Regions from separate parts of the Mus musculus genome. Here regions 1, 2, 4 and 5 are each linked to region 3. A link is a contact called in public Hi-C and HiChIP or PLAC-seq data. All regions are on one chromosome and are shown on one strand. Each heading gives the region's core, a stretch centred on a gene start, on an enhancer-like site or on the middle of the called end of the contact. The rest is flanking DNA. Distances are from core to core; before and after follow the strand shown.

Evidence for each region. Hi-C and Micro-C count contacts between places; a contact is called where the count stands out from the background. HiChIP or PLAC-seq counts read pairs in DNA pulled down with a chosen protein or histone mark.
Region 1: an H3K27ac HiChIP or PLAC-seq map of embryonic stem cells shows a contact between it and region 3, with 3 times the contacts expected there. The contact joins two enhancer-like sites. A contact is called at or near these places in 2 of 115 datasets of contacts at active chromatin or transcription factors (both in embryonic stem cells) and 1 of 9 other capture datasets (embryonic stem cells).
Region 2: a Hi-C map of bone marrow-derived macrophages shows a contact between it and region 3, with 18 read pairs. The contact joins two enhancer-like sites. A contact is called at or near these places in 3 of 484 Hi-C or Micro-C datasets (bone marrow-derived macrophages, granulosa cells and myocytes) and 1 of 115 datasets of contacts at active chromatin or transcription factors (cardiomyocytes).
Region 4: a Hi-C map of bone marrow-derived macrophages shows a contact between it and region 3, with 9 read pairs. The contact joins two enhancer-like sites. A contact is called at or near these places in 2 of 484 Hi-C or Micro-C datasets (bone marrow-derived macrophages and nephron progenitors) and 3 of 115 datasets of contacts at active chromatin or transcription factors (the NIH/3T3 cell line, large pre-B cells and pancreatic cancer cells).
Region 5: a FOXA1 HiChIP or PLAC-seq map of pancreatic cancer cells shows a contact between it and region 3. The contact joins two enhancer-like sites. A contact is called at or near these places in 1 of 484 Hi-C or Micro-C datasets (embryonic stem cells) and 2 of 115 datasets of contacts at active chromatin or transcription factors (embryonic stem cells and pancreatic cancer cells).

Annotation. Positions count from the first base shown.
Region 1 is chr10:16,877,185-16,879,884 of GRCm38.p6, reverse strand. No RefSeq gene overlaps it. Among named protein-coding and RNA genes, the nearest start is that of Gm20125, 220 kb to the left of the region's middle. Within about 2 kb of position 1,449, at least 40 of the 459 cell types and tissues checked have an H3K27ac peak or open chromatin away from gene starts, as enhancers often do. A contact at or near this core is called in embryonic stem cells, where this site is marked.
Region 2 is chr10:16,995,690-16,998,389 of GRCm38.p6, reverse strand. The region is part of intron 1 of Gm20125 (predicted gene, 20125); the gene reads left to right. Among named protein-coding and RNA genes, the nearest start is that of Gm20125, 99 kb to the left of the region's middle. Within about 2 kb of position 1,404, at least 57 of the 459 cell types and tissues checked have an H3K27ac peak or open chromatin away from gene starts, as enhancers often do. A contact at or near this core is called in bone marrow-derived macrophages, where this site is marked.
Region 3 is chr10:17,574,620-17,577,319 of GRCm38.p6, reverse strand. The region is part of intron 3 of Gm32543 (a long non-coding RNA gene); the gene reads left to right. Among named protein-coding and RNA genes, the nearest start is that of Gm32656, 84 kb to the left of the region's middle. Within about 2 kb of position 1,264, at least 167 of the 459 cell types and tissues checked have an H3K27ac peak or open chromatin away from gene starts, as enhancers often do. A contact at or near this core is called in the NIH/3T3 cell line, bone marrow-derived macrophages, embryonic stem cells and 1 more, where this site is marked.
Region 4 is chr10:16,588,170-16,590,869 of GRCm38.p6, reverse strand. No RefSeq gene overlaps it. Among named protein-coding and RNA genes, the nearest start is that of Gm20125, 510 kb to the left of the region's middle. Within about 2 kb of position 1,254, at least 113 of the 459 cell types and tissues checked have an H3K27ac peak or open chromatin away from gene starts, as enhancers often do. A contact at or near this core is called in the NIH/3T3 cell line, bone marrow-derived macrophages and pancreatic cancer cells, where this site is marked.
Region 5 is chr10:18,322,452-18,325,151 of GRCm38.p6, reverse strand. It overlaps a transcript of Nhsl1 not described here. Among named protein-coding and RNA genes, the nearest start is that of Nhsl1, 84 kb to the left of the region's middle. Within about 2 kb of position 1,266, at least 35 of the 459 cell types and tissues checked have an H3K27ac peak or open chromatin away from gene starts, as enhancers often do. A contact at or near this core is called in pancreatic cancer cells, where this site is marked.

The sequences.
Region 1 (2,700 bases), core at 200-2,699, 700 kb after region 3:
AAATTAGAAAGGCTCTTAAATATAATTCACTGCCATTTTCTGGCCATGGATCAGTCATTGCTGTAACGCTGTCATAGAAGCTAAGGCCAGCTTGAGCCTCTGTTGGAGAACCTCCAGAGAGAAGAAAGTCATTACTTCACAGGAGAGCTCATTACTGGGTGGCATCCACATGTCCCGTTGTATTTTACTTGATTATATCTATTTCCAGTAGCTTTCTTGGTTTTTAAATGAAAGGTAATATCAAGTCTTTATTGATATATTCAGCCTGTCGTAATATATAGCACAAAGGTAGCCATGTGAAAAGATGACCTTATGTTGATTTGATGATAAACAGAAAACAAATATTTATCCAAAGTAGCTTTAAAATGACATAGCTGTTATTTGTTTGGGGGACATAAAAAACACTATTATACAAACCACCAGGAAAACGTAAGTAAAAACAGTAGATTAACAACATGCATTTTTTAATTTCATTCTGCTAGGAGTATGGTTTTTATCTCACGGATTCTTCTTTTGCTGATGATTCTATTAAATGCAGCTGAGCTAGATGGATTGTATCACAAAAACTTTATTTTGTCATATTTAGGAGAAAAATGCCAACTGAGACAGTGGTTATAAAAATTCATTGTTCCAGCAGCTGTTTGGTTATAAAATTATTATACTAAAAGCTTATAAATACATGCTGCACACTTCATTGAGAGGCAAAGTGGTGTTTTATGACTTTTTAGCATTTCTTAGGCATGATTTTCAGTAATGAGTTAAAACAACTTTCTTATAAAAAAGAAAATGCTTTCATGAATTTTCTTTAGAATCACAAGGGGAAGACTTGTCTGGGAAGGGAAAGAACATTGGTGGGAATTCCAAGGAGTGGCTTTGAGTACTTTGAGCCTTTCTGTTTGTTTTTTATTTTTGGTTCGGTTTGGTTTTTTTTTTTTTTTTTTTTTTTTTTTTGCTTTCTTGTGACTTTGAGAAGCCATTATTATGAATAGTCATTCTTCGTACATGTGAAAAGATACACTTGCTTTTACTGGCTGCTGCAAAGGATGGTGTTAAAAATCACAGGAAGCCCTGTGATGACCAGTCTTTAGTAAAAGCAATACTGGGACATGTACATAAGCACAGGGCTGATTAGGAACTTTCCATTCCAGATTATAGTCCTAGAGGACAGGCCAGCAAATGTATCCATATATATCACAGGATTATATACTGCCAAGTCATGGCTTGATCAGACATGCCCACATTAAAGTATTCAGTAAAACAAAGCAGAAGTGTATTATATACCACTTTTTTTCTTTTCTTTTTTCATTTATTTCTTTACTCATTCACTCACTTTACCTCCTGATTGCAGCTACTCTCTCTTCTCAGTCCTACTCTTATAAGTCCCATGCCACCCCATGACCAGTCCCCTCAGAGAAGGGGAAATCCCCCTTGGGTACCACTCCATTCTGGCACATCCAGTCTCAGCATGACTAAGCACATTCCTCTCCCAGTGGGCCCAAGCAGGCAGTTTCCCTGGGGAAGGTGATCCAATGGCAGGCAACAGAGTCAAAGACAGCTCCACATGAAAACCAACTTGTAGATCTGATACAAATTTGTAGAGGGCCTAGGGCCAGCCCCTTTATGCTCTTTGGTTGGTGGTTCAGTCTCTGTGAGTCCCCATGGTTAGGTGACTCTGTAGGACTCCTTGTGGTATCCTTGACCACTCCAGTTTGCTCAGTTCCATCCCCCACTCTTCCATAAGATGCCCTCAGCTCCACCTGATATTTGGCCTGTCTTATAAAATTTTAAAAAAAAGAAAAGAAGATTAATAAGAAAGGGATTCATTCATTCAAGTATGATACTGTTTTGCTAGTTTAATTTTAAGCTCGACTCTGTCCATCTAAAAGAATGTACTAATTTCACCAGTCTATAGAATGCTGAGTGTGGGTCACATTGTTCTGCCAAGTCAATCAGAAGGATCAGAAGGTAAAGTTCTTGATCTGGCATCCTAGTTAGTTCTGGTGCTGATAATAGGATGTAGGAAAGAAAGCCTTGATGAAGTGAACTGAGTGGGGAGAAAGCACAGTATCAGCCTAGCCCCACAGCAGGGCTTCTGAATATGAGAAGTGGGAGTAGAGACCAGGGATGCCAGGCATTCCTCTTCATGTCTAATAATGTTAAGATTACATTTGAAGGCTAAAGGGTGCCAACTCTGCTTGTAGAATCTGGTAAACATGTAGTCAACTCAAAAAGAAATTAATGTAACTAAGTAGTTTACTCAGGGATTTGATTTTTAATAAACTATTGAATGGTTTTTAAATTTTTTTATTGATTTATAGAGATTTAGAAAAATACTATAGAGGCTTCTCATGCAACCTTAATCCAGTTTTCTCCCAAGGAGTTTGGTCTCACATAAATATAGTACAATGCACAGTGCAACAAGCTAGCATCTTACTAAGCACATGTGCTTCTGTGTCATTTTATCCCATGTGCAGTTCTGTGCAAGAACTACTTCAATCATGAAAAGCAGGTATTTCACAACTACAAAAATATCTTTCATGCCATATTTTCATAGTTATTTTATTCCCTCTTTTCCCTCCAAGTAGCCTCAATAGTTGGCAACCTTTGATCTCTGTTCCATTTCTAGAACTCTGTCTTTCTTATTTTGTTAGATTAATTAAATATATAGTATGTAACCTTTTTGATTGGGTTGTTCAGTCA
Region 2 (2,700 bases), core at 155-2,654, 580 kb after region 3:
ATTAGAATCACAGCAAGAAAGTTTAAAGTAGGGATGCATCCTCAGCCCAATTCCATGACATGTTCATTTACTAACCCCTTTCTAGGTTTCCGGCTTAGGGCAGAAGGAACCTATTGAATGTTTGCTGTAAAGAGATCTTGAATAACACTCTCGTTTTGATCTTGTTGCTAGAGACAGAAACTTACCTAGAGACACCTCTGCTTTCTTTGATGGGTTTTCTCAGATCATTCCTTGTGATGTTTAACATAACACACGTGTAGAAGATGGGGCAGGAGTTTGAAGATATACTGGGATCTATTAAGGGCATGTAAGAATAATTTAAGAGGCTGTGGTACATCCATTGAAGTACTCCAATGAAGTCATTATCTGAAACTTTGAAAGAGTTGTTGGATGAAGAATGAATATAGAGTAAGCAATACAGGTAAAAGAGAGAGAGAGAGAGAGAAGAAGTGGGAGAAGAAGTGGAAGGGAAGAGGAGAAAGGGAAAGGGAGGAAGAAAGGAGGGAGGAAGAGAGGGAGAGGGAAAGGGAGACAGAGAGAGATAATTACGTCAGTTAGTTAAAGGAGGATAAAGTGGCCACTGACTTATACTCAGAGGGAACAGTGAGTTAGTTATAGCAGGAGATGAAGGGCATAGAAAGGAAGGAATGATGTGAGATGGGTGGTACTCACTTGAACTTAGCTCATGTGTACTACATGAACAATCTTCTCAAACTGAGACTTGCTTACCAATTACCCCTCCCCCCACAAACACACCCTGATCTATTGGATTCACCTGCAGATATTGTATTTGTTTGTTGTTTTTTTAGTTATCTGAGGTTAGCTCCAAAAGTTTGCCATGTGATTTTGTTGTTGTTGTTCCCAAAAGTCACATTTATAGTAATGCCATATTTGGGCTCAGGAACATAGAGCTGGGATATCTTTTCATTGTTGTTCGTTTTGGGCTCTTTTCCTCACAGGTTTAGATATCATAAGCAAATCTATTACTTTTCCTTGGTCAATGCTTAATAAACTCGCATGTACTGTTCACTGAGGTATCTTGTTAAAATGCAAGGTCTGATTAGGTTAACCTGGGTCTGTGTGTAAACTGTTGTATGTAACAAGTTCCCCCCGTGAAGCTCATTCTCCTGGTTGCGGATCCAGTCTGGTCTGTGGTTGGGAAATCTCTCTGCCATCATTTCCCCAGATATCACATGAATAAAAATAAGTAAATAAAGCACTTTGCCTACCGTGGAACAAAAGAAAATGTGAAGTGTTGGTAGTAGATTGACAGAGACAGGAAATGGAAAAGGCTTGAGTTTTAAGCTGAGTGTAATTTAAGCACATTTACAGAACTAGAGGAGTCAGGATGAAAGGGGGAAGTGAGACATTTCGCAACTGGGTACTCCCCAAAAGATGTTAATGCTTTGCTTTGTCAATCACTTCAGACACTTGGACAAGCATGGCACTCAGGGGATGTGGTTCAGTGAGTAGCTCACAGGAAGTAGTATTTTCACAGATGGTTGATCCATTGGCTAGAATAAAAAGTGGATTTTCCTGGCAGGTACTTCATAATTCCATAATTCTAAAAGAAAAGCATGATTGCTTTCAACGGCTGGCATACATTATTATGATTTTAGGATGCTTGGGTAATAGTTGTGGTTAATATGAATTGGCAAATTTGACAAGATCTAGAGTTACTTAGAAGGCCAAATTTTGGGTATGTGTGTAAGGGATGTTCTTTACTGGGTTAATTCAAGTGGGAAGACCCACTGTAAATGTGGGTGACATCATAACATGCACAGGTGTCTCAGTCTGAGTAAGGGAAAATCAGAGCTGGTCCCAGCTTCTCTTCTCCTCTGCTCTTGCTTCTGTCTGATTTGTGACTGTGGGTGTAATATGACTAGCAGAAGCACTCTTCTGCTGGCATACCTGTCTTTCCACAAAGGACTGTTTACCTTCAAACTCTAACCCAGAACAAACCCTGTCTTCCTTAAACAGTTTCTGTCAGCTTTTCCTCCACATTAGTGACAGAAATAATAAATGGACTTACTTTTCTTAAGCAATAACAAAATCATTATTGTTTTTCAGATAGGCTCCTAACACGAATGGTCGAGGATGGTCTTGAACTAGAGATCCTGCCAGTGTGTGCCACCATTCCTGTCTACTGGCTCCTAGTTTTATTATTACTTTGACATAAGACTTTAAATACTAAAAAAGTACGTTAGAAAACACTGTCTGTTTTCTTTACTACATGTCACTTTATTATGTTGCCTTTCAGGTCCTTTATTTTCCCTCTGAAAGTTTGAAGTACTCAATGTTGTAATCCAGACATTTTAAACTTTGATTTGCAATCATCTAAACTACAATTCAACAGAGAAATCTTTCTAAGATTGATTTTCTCTCACTGGGTCATTCATAAACATATTCATTACACACACACTCCACGAATATTCGATAATGCATCAATCACTGAGCTGTTTACATTAAGAGACACAATTGAAATTGAACAATATAATTCAATGAAATTACTGGTCTTTTTATTTATTCATCTAACCCCTAGCTGCTCAGTCACTGTAAACAGCTTCATTGAAAACAATTCACTTTTCTGTTCTTTCTGGATTGATCTTCTCAAATACATGATTGCTCTTAATTCAGATGAAATATTTCATTTCTTTAAGTACATGGAAAGGAATTAGAGCCAGCTGAATGCAATAAGGA
Region 3 (2,700 bases), core at 15-2,514:
AGTAATGTGTAACATTGAAGATAGACCAGCAACAAAGTATGCTCTCCCTGTCTCCTCCATCCCTCTCTTTCTCTCTTTTTATCCTTTGCTTCAGTTTTTCTGCCTACAGTTGCAAGAAGGGAGTGAAGGAAAAGTCGTTCTCATTTAATCTTCATTCCTTGGCAAGATGGACCGTAGATGGCATCTGAGCAGTGCTAGGCCCTGGAGTGAGCATTCTGAGCTGCAGCTTCACAATGCTTGCTGAGGTGGAGTCTATTCAACAAGTAATCAACACCCAGTTAACTTTCAGTTGAAGATGAAAACAGAAACAGAGTTCAAACCAACCAAGGGTGTGAATCACGGTGGATTTTAATTACAAATGAAAATGTACTTTGAGAGAGACACATGATAGGTACAGAAAGGTTTGTATTCCAGTCAGGAGCCTATAGGTGACCACCTTCATATCTCAACCCCCTCTTCATTATATAATACTTAAATATGTTGATTTCTTTTTCCTTATTCTACCCAATTATCAGTAAAATTGCATAGGCTATCTCTGGGTGTTCTCTCTCTGGTATCTAGCAAGTCTAGTTAAAGTTAGTCTGGGAAGCATTTTTGGTGTTTGTGAGAGAGGAAATGTGGGTGAAAGGAAAACAGGCTTTTCCTGTAGGGGTGAGTCTAGACTCCCCTGGATTATTCATTAGAGAGGAGATCTTTTGTAAATCAGGGCCATTGTACAATTTACAAATGATTAAGCATTATTTGTCTTAAAAAGTTTTCCATTTATTTACAAAATTGGCTTTGAGTTTGGAGAAGATAAAATTGTTAATAGATTCTCAGCAGGGAAGGAAGTTTCCAGAATAGTGGCTAGCTGCTTCTATCAAGAGTGCACTGGCTTAGGGTGGTATGCTGGTGCCTGCAACTTCAGTTCAAAGTCCTTTTTCCTTGCTCAACTTGAACACACAGGCTTGGCTGCTAAGGCTATTTTTCTCTTTGTTTTGTTTTGCTTTTAACCATCTAATTAAGAATTCTGGATATAGATTAACTCTCTCCCACTCTTTCCCTTCCTTTGCTGTTTTAACTGACTGGCGACTAAGCACCATAGTGCTTTGAAGGATTTCCTATTTTGATGGTAAAAATCCTTGTTTATCTTAGCGAAAACCATTTTCTCTGTATCTGTCAAGGCTCTAATCTTGCCCTTCTGACTCCTGAGTCCTGAGTCCTTTTCTTCTACAGTTCAGGAAGGAACAATTAAGCAATCCAGCCCTGTTTCTTCTGAAAGTAGTGGGGGAAAGACTCAAGAGCCCTTGTGCTGAGTCATTATCAACACAGATACTCTGTCTCCACTGTGCAGGAGAGTTAAAGCACAAAGCCTTTGTCTAAGCCCGAGAAGTAAATGTGGGAGTGAAAAGAAGGCTGAAGGGAAGCCTTTTTCTGAGCAGAACTTTATGCCCTTTAAATTATGGTCTTATTGGAATGAATTTAGGATCAGGTTTCAATTTGCTTATAGCAGACCGTGAGATTAAACCCATCCAATAAACCTAAGAGACATGCATGTTGGATTGAACACTTCTGTTCCTTCCATACTCCCTCTCTTATGTCGTTGATTGCTCCTTTTGCAACCCTCTCTCTCCCCACCCCTTTCTTCAAGCTCACAAGCAACCCTAAGGGTTGTACATTTCCCTGTTCTTTGTCCCTAGGTGTCCTGGGATGGGCAGATTGGTGTGTCCAGGGAAAGCTGCGTTCCAGTGAGTGTCAGGTCACGCCCAGACTGCGTCTTCATAGCCCAGTGAAACCACAGGGAGGAAGAGACAGAGACACTGAATCCTAAGAAAAACTTCTGCTTCGCTGCCATCGTTTTCCTTGGGTAGACAATGGAGGATCTTGCCATTCTAACCCCATTCTGACTGGAGATCTGCTCCTCTCTCCTTCACAACTCACACACCAGGGATTCGAGAAGTTTCTTTGCAGCTTTCCATCTAGCTCTGACTTCCTAACTTCCTCCCCAGATGGCTACTTTTTTGTCCTTTTCTCTGTAGCCCCTCATTCTCTCTGGTATCACATCTTCATCTGTACCTCCTCAGAGCCAGACACCAAGAGTCTTGTGGCCCTCCCCAACTTGTTTCCTGCTTAGTGATGAGCAACTGTCCAGAGAACCAGGAAAACCTCTGGTTTCTGACTGCTGTAGATTGCTGTTGCATAGGCCAGGCCCAACACCTCCTAATACAGGAAATGGGGGTGGGTGAGGAAAACGACCGTGGAAGCCTTCTGGTAAACAGAGGTCAGAGAGCCTGTGAAAGACCAGGACATTGAAGACCAGCCTGGAATCTGTTTTGCTGCTCTGTAGAGCACTCTAACCCCCTTATCAGTCAGAAATCCAGTTGTGTCACTTTCTGCATGGTCCTTTTCTCTTCCACTTCCGTGGTCTAGTTGAAGCCATGGAAATGCTAACAGTTCTTTGTTTGTTTGGTTTGGTGGTGGTTGTTTTGTACGGGTTGCTGCGGGGGTGGGGGTGGGGGGATCAAACTACCCCAGCTCTACACATGCTTTGAGAAGTCCTAAGCTTCACACTCTTTGCAGAAAAAGATTATCTATAGCTGCACACAGTATCAACTAATGAAATAAAAGGCCATGAATCTGGAGGAGGAGGAGATGGGAAAGTTCTGAAGAAGGAAAGGGAAAGGAGAAATGTAATTGGATTACAATTTAAAAAATAAGCAG
Region 4 (2,700 bases), core at 5-2,504, 990 kb after region 3:
TGAAGTGTTTTGACTTATCTCTATTATTTATTAGACAAAAAAGGAGACAGAAGCAATGGGGGCTTGTATATACACAGTTCTTTAAATGGAAGCACTTCTAGGAGGTGGGACAAAAGGTTTCCATTGATTTATTTTCCTTCATTGACCTGGTTGGGGAGACGGTGTGTGTATCCCTTTCATAATCTTTCTAGTTACATCCTATCATTGTACCAAGACATAGCAGAAATGTGATGGGGTTTAGTTTACCTCATTGTGTAGGTGTACATATGCCTTTTGCCATGAAAAAAAGCAAGAATCTCCTTTTCCCTATTGTATGCTTCTAATACATATCCGGAAAGTTCCAGCTGACCCCTCAGGATTTCTTAGAAATAGACTTTTGTAACTCTTCTGTATTTTCTCCTCTTGTTGCTCTCTTTCTGCTTTTCAACAATGATTTCTTTTCAGTTGGCATTCTCTGAAAACCAATGCTGTTGCCCTTGGTTATGATTTTATATTTTAACCTTATTGCCTCCTTGACATTTACCTTTCTAGCTATGATCTGCCTTTTCCTAGCAGCAGGGACCTTCATCCCCTTCTGTGCCACATAATAACAAGATCAGAAGGACAGATGGGGGATGCTCATGGCCTGCTCTCCAGCTGTAGTTTGGTCTGCAGGGTTAGACCTATTAGTATGCATTTACCTACTTCCGAGTTCTTCTTGGAGAACAAGTTAGTTATATATGTGCTCTGAACTACTGGATTCTGCTTTTTATTCCTCCTCTTCGTTTTCCTCTGGTACTAATGGCCAGAAAAGCAGATGCTCTTTGAGCACTAGTTCTAAGTAACAGTCCTAGGCTTTTATTAAAAGAACATTAATGGAAAAAAATCACACACTGAAACCTTTTGTTTATCTTCTCTCTCCACTTGCTACAAAAATAATTTTTAAAAAATCAGATAAAAACATCGACCTGACAGATTTCTATCCTCTCCAATGTATGCCATGGCTGTATTTCTGTGGAAGATTACCAAGGTTTTCTATTCGAATTGAATTGTGATTTTTGCTTCACTGGAGATTTTGCTGAAGCCAAGTGTACCTTACCCTAGAGAGATGATTATCTCCAGTAAGACAGCTATGGTTAACTTACTTTGACAAACATAACCTGTCTCTCTCCTGAAGCTCATGTTTCTGCTTTAAAGCACTGTACATCTTGCCAAGAGACAGGATTCTCACTTCCTGTTCTCTAACTAGGACACCATGTGGGCAGCTGTGTTAGTCAGCAGAATCATCAATCCATGGGGATGAGTCATGCTTTTAACATTACTCCAAACCTCTGTACACCATGAGTCACCTTGAAATTCTCCTGGGTACTCTTTGCTGAAATGAGGAGCCGATGAAAGCAAGAAGAGTGTCTAAATGAGTTTGCTAATTCCAGACTCCTTAAAAACAATACAATAAACGCTGCGAGAATTTCAAGCTGAGAGCCATTTAGAAATGTATAAATCCAAATTGCAAGAGTTTGGCATTCAAGCAGCCCTTGTTGAGGATTCTGAAAGAGAAAGGGCTCACCCAGGCACAGCAGCTGATTTCTACTTGTGCTTTTTGCAGAACCAAGGTAGTTTGCATTAAAATCATATGCTTCAGGGTTGTTTGTTACAGTTTACTTGACAAACTATCAAGGTATATTGAGCAGTCAAAGTACTCCTGCATTGCAATGATTAGTATGGTTTAGAAATATTTTGAACAAAATGCCATATTATCTGTGCCATTAGATTCTCTTGTTGGCCTAATTTCTAGTGCGTCTGCACACACAACCTTACTAAAGGCTCATAATCAGAGAATATATTTATATCCCTGACTTTGAACCTGATTATGTGACTTGCTTTAAATAGAAGCAAGGGTGATTGTATGCTCAGTGGTCCTTGAAGTTGGGAGAGGCTGACCTTGTTTCTCCTCACCTGTTTTTAATTCTCCTGTTATGAGAACATCTCTAGTTAATCTGCTAGTAAAAGTGGATGGAAGACACAAAAGCAAGGCCAGCAATGTCTGGACTTCCCGGGAAGCAGTTCTATTGTATGCTTATGACATGGCTTCACCAGGCATATCTAGTTTTAAACCAGCTACACAGTTTTTAAAAAGGCATATTTCTGAAAATATATGTAGCCATCCAGTGGCCACGGAGAACTGGGTATACCTGGAAGGAGAGCTGAGGCGGTCAAGAGAAATAACAAGCCAAGATAATGTTTCTCTGATCATGGCTCAAATTTTAATTTTCAGCTCTGTGTTTCTATAGGCAAAACCCAAAAAGCCATCCCTTTGTTTCAGATGGACTGAGCTGTAAAGTAAACTCAGTAGGTGGTCAGCTCCTCAAGGCTCAGGCAGGAAGATGCAAATGTAGCCAGACTAGGTTCCATGACCAGAGACTTGTTTAGCTAACTCAAGGCTGGGGGAAGGGCACAGATTTTTGTGTAAATCCACTCAGAAGTGATCTAACAGCTTTAAGACAGGTATAACAGAGTCACAATAAATAACAAATATGTAAGTTACATATTTTCAGGAACTGGAGTGTATGAGAACAATCCATATTGTTACAAAATCACCATCAGATAAGGTACATAATTCATTTATACTGCTATCTTTGCCCTCTCTCTATTTTCTTTATATCTCTCACAGGGTACTGTCCATCCTATGTCAGGCAACTAACCATCTGCTTAAGGGTTTTA
Region 5 (2,700 bases), core at 17-2,516, 750 kb before region 3:
GGAGCAGAAGCACATGGCCTGGAGAAACCGAAAGTTCTAAGCTGTGGAAGATGGTAGTGTAGCGGTAGATCTGCCCAATCTAGGCGCACAGCATGTAATCATATTAACTGTGTTGTGCTTTCATTGCCCGGGCATATTTGGGATGGGAGATTTACTGCAACAAAAATGCCATAGTATAAAAGGTGCCCTGTGGTTAGACGGCACAGCAAACCCTCTCAATGCTTCTAGAATCTAAAGGGGTGGGCATTCTTTCTACAACTATTATTTTAAATTGCCTTTTCCTATGCTCTGTTGGCAGCAGGATTTCATATTTACTCAGGAAGTTCTCTATTGTTGTCAAGACGGGGGTCTCAGGTAGCCCAGGCTAGCCTCAAACTCACCATGTGGCCTAGAATGACTTTCATGTCCTGCTGTTCTCTCCTCTGTCCCCAAGGACTGGATTTCAGACACGAGATACTACATTCAGTTTCGTGCAGTGCAAGGGACTAAACCCAGGTCTCTCTTCACTCATGATGGGCAAGCAACCTACCACTGAGCTACATGCTCAGTCCCAATAAGTCCCAGTAAGTGCTTTTAAAACAAACTGAAAAGAATTTAGAGTAGGACTTGGAGAGATGGCTCAGAGGTTAAGAGCACTGACTGTTCTTCCAGAGGTCCTAAGTTCAATTCCTAGCAACCACATGGTGGCCCACAATCATTTGTTATGGGATCCAATACCCTCTTCCGGTGGTCTGAAGCCAGCTACAGTAATATTCATATACATAAAATAAATAAATAAATCTTTTAGGAAAAAAAAAGAGTTTAGAGCAGAAATCACAAGACCTTGTCTTACTAACACCTTTTACTAGCCCTAGAACTTTCATTTCTTGATCTATAAATTGGGCTTAAAAATGCAGTCTAGCCTTTCTATTTTATTGGTTTTGGAATAAAATAGAAAGGGGGAAGGGTGGCTCAGAGGTTAAGAGTACTGGTTGTTCTTCCAGAGGACCCTAGTTCAATTCCCAGGACCCACATGGTAGCTCACAACTGTCTGTAACTCCAGTTCCAAGGGATCTGACACCCTCACACAGACATACATGCGGGCAAAACATCAGTAACAGAAATGATAAACAAATCTGAACAATGGGTTTTTAATCCACAGTCCCACTTCACAGGAGCTTGTGAGTGTTAGTCATGGAAAGCAGCGAATGCTGAGCCTGGGAAACATTTGCTTGGTAAAGGAAGTACAAAGCCCACAGCCGGCATGAGTCCACTTGTCTGGAATGTTCAGAACAGTTAAATCCACAGAGGCAGAAAGGAGACTCCCAGTGACCTGGAGGTAGGAAGGTCAAGAAGAAAGGGAGACTGACTCCCGGGATGTGGGGGGCCATGCAAATAGGCTGTGGTCATGTTTCTCATGTCTGAATACACTAGAAGTCACTGGCCCCTACACTGAGAATGGCTGGATCTAGGAATTGTGTCTCAATAAAATTAGCTGTAAGGCCAAGCCACGGGTCTATAGTTCTAGCTACTTGGAGGTAGAAGCAAAATACTGAGTTCAAAGGCTGCCTGGGCCATAATGTGAGTCAAGGCCATAGACAACCTTCAGATTTAAAATTAGAGCATTTCCTAATATGCCCTAGTCAGATCCCAAGTACTGAGGGTGAGGGAGCACGCCCACAGACCTTAAAAACCAAACATAGCCATGCCAGTGAGAATCTGCCCGTCTCTGCAGAGCGAAGGCTCTTGCTTGTTAACAGAGCCCAGACACAGCTATTCACACTTCTGCCCCTTGTCACAATTTTCAATGTAGCCTTATTTAGTCAGCAGCAAAATTAATCAAGTTCTACTTGCACAGAAACAGGTCCGGTGAGATGATTCAGTGGATAAAGGCACTTGCCACCAACCCTGACAGCTTGAGTTGACCCCTGGATCCCACAAGGGGGAAGGAGAAAACACTTCAGTAAGTTTCCTCTGACTTCCATGTGTCATGGTGTGTGCACATCCGAGAGTGTATATGCGCATGCGCACACACACACACACACACACACACACACACACACACACACAATGTTATAGTATACATGTGATAATATCCAGTCACTGTACTGAGCTCTATAATAACAGATGTGCTGCCATCCCTAACCTCAAGTAGCTTGCAGTCTGGCTGAGGAAAGCATGTGTCAAAGAGTCACATTCAGTCGCTGTAAATGCAGTACACTTAAGATCAGTACACTTAGTCAGGGCTCTTAGAGAAACAAGTGACAGAATCGATGTACATACATACATACATACATACACACACACAGAGATACATATATATATGATACCCGCTGAGACATCCAGCCTTGTGGACTGAACAACTACTGGATGCGTGTGTGTGTTTCATATATGTGTATACATGACTACATATATATATATACATATATATATATATACACACACATATATATGATTTATTAGAGAGGCCTGTAGTCTGTGTTCCAGCTATTCCAACAATAGCTGTGTAGCAACAGAAAATCCAGGAATCCAGTAGTTGTTCAGTCCATGAGACTAGATGTCTCTGCTGGTCTTCAGTATACACTGGAATCCCAAAGAAGTAGGCTTTAATGCCAGTGAAGAAACGTGCCATGCCAGCAAGAGTGAGCGCAAGCAGGCAAGAGTACGAGCTTCCTTCTTCCACATCCTTTATATAGGCTGCCGCGAGACAGTGTGGCCCAG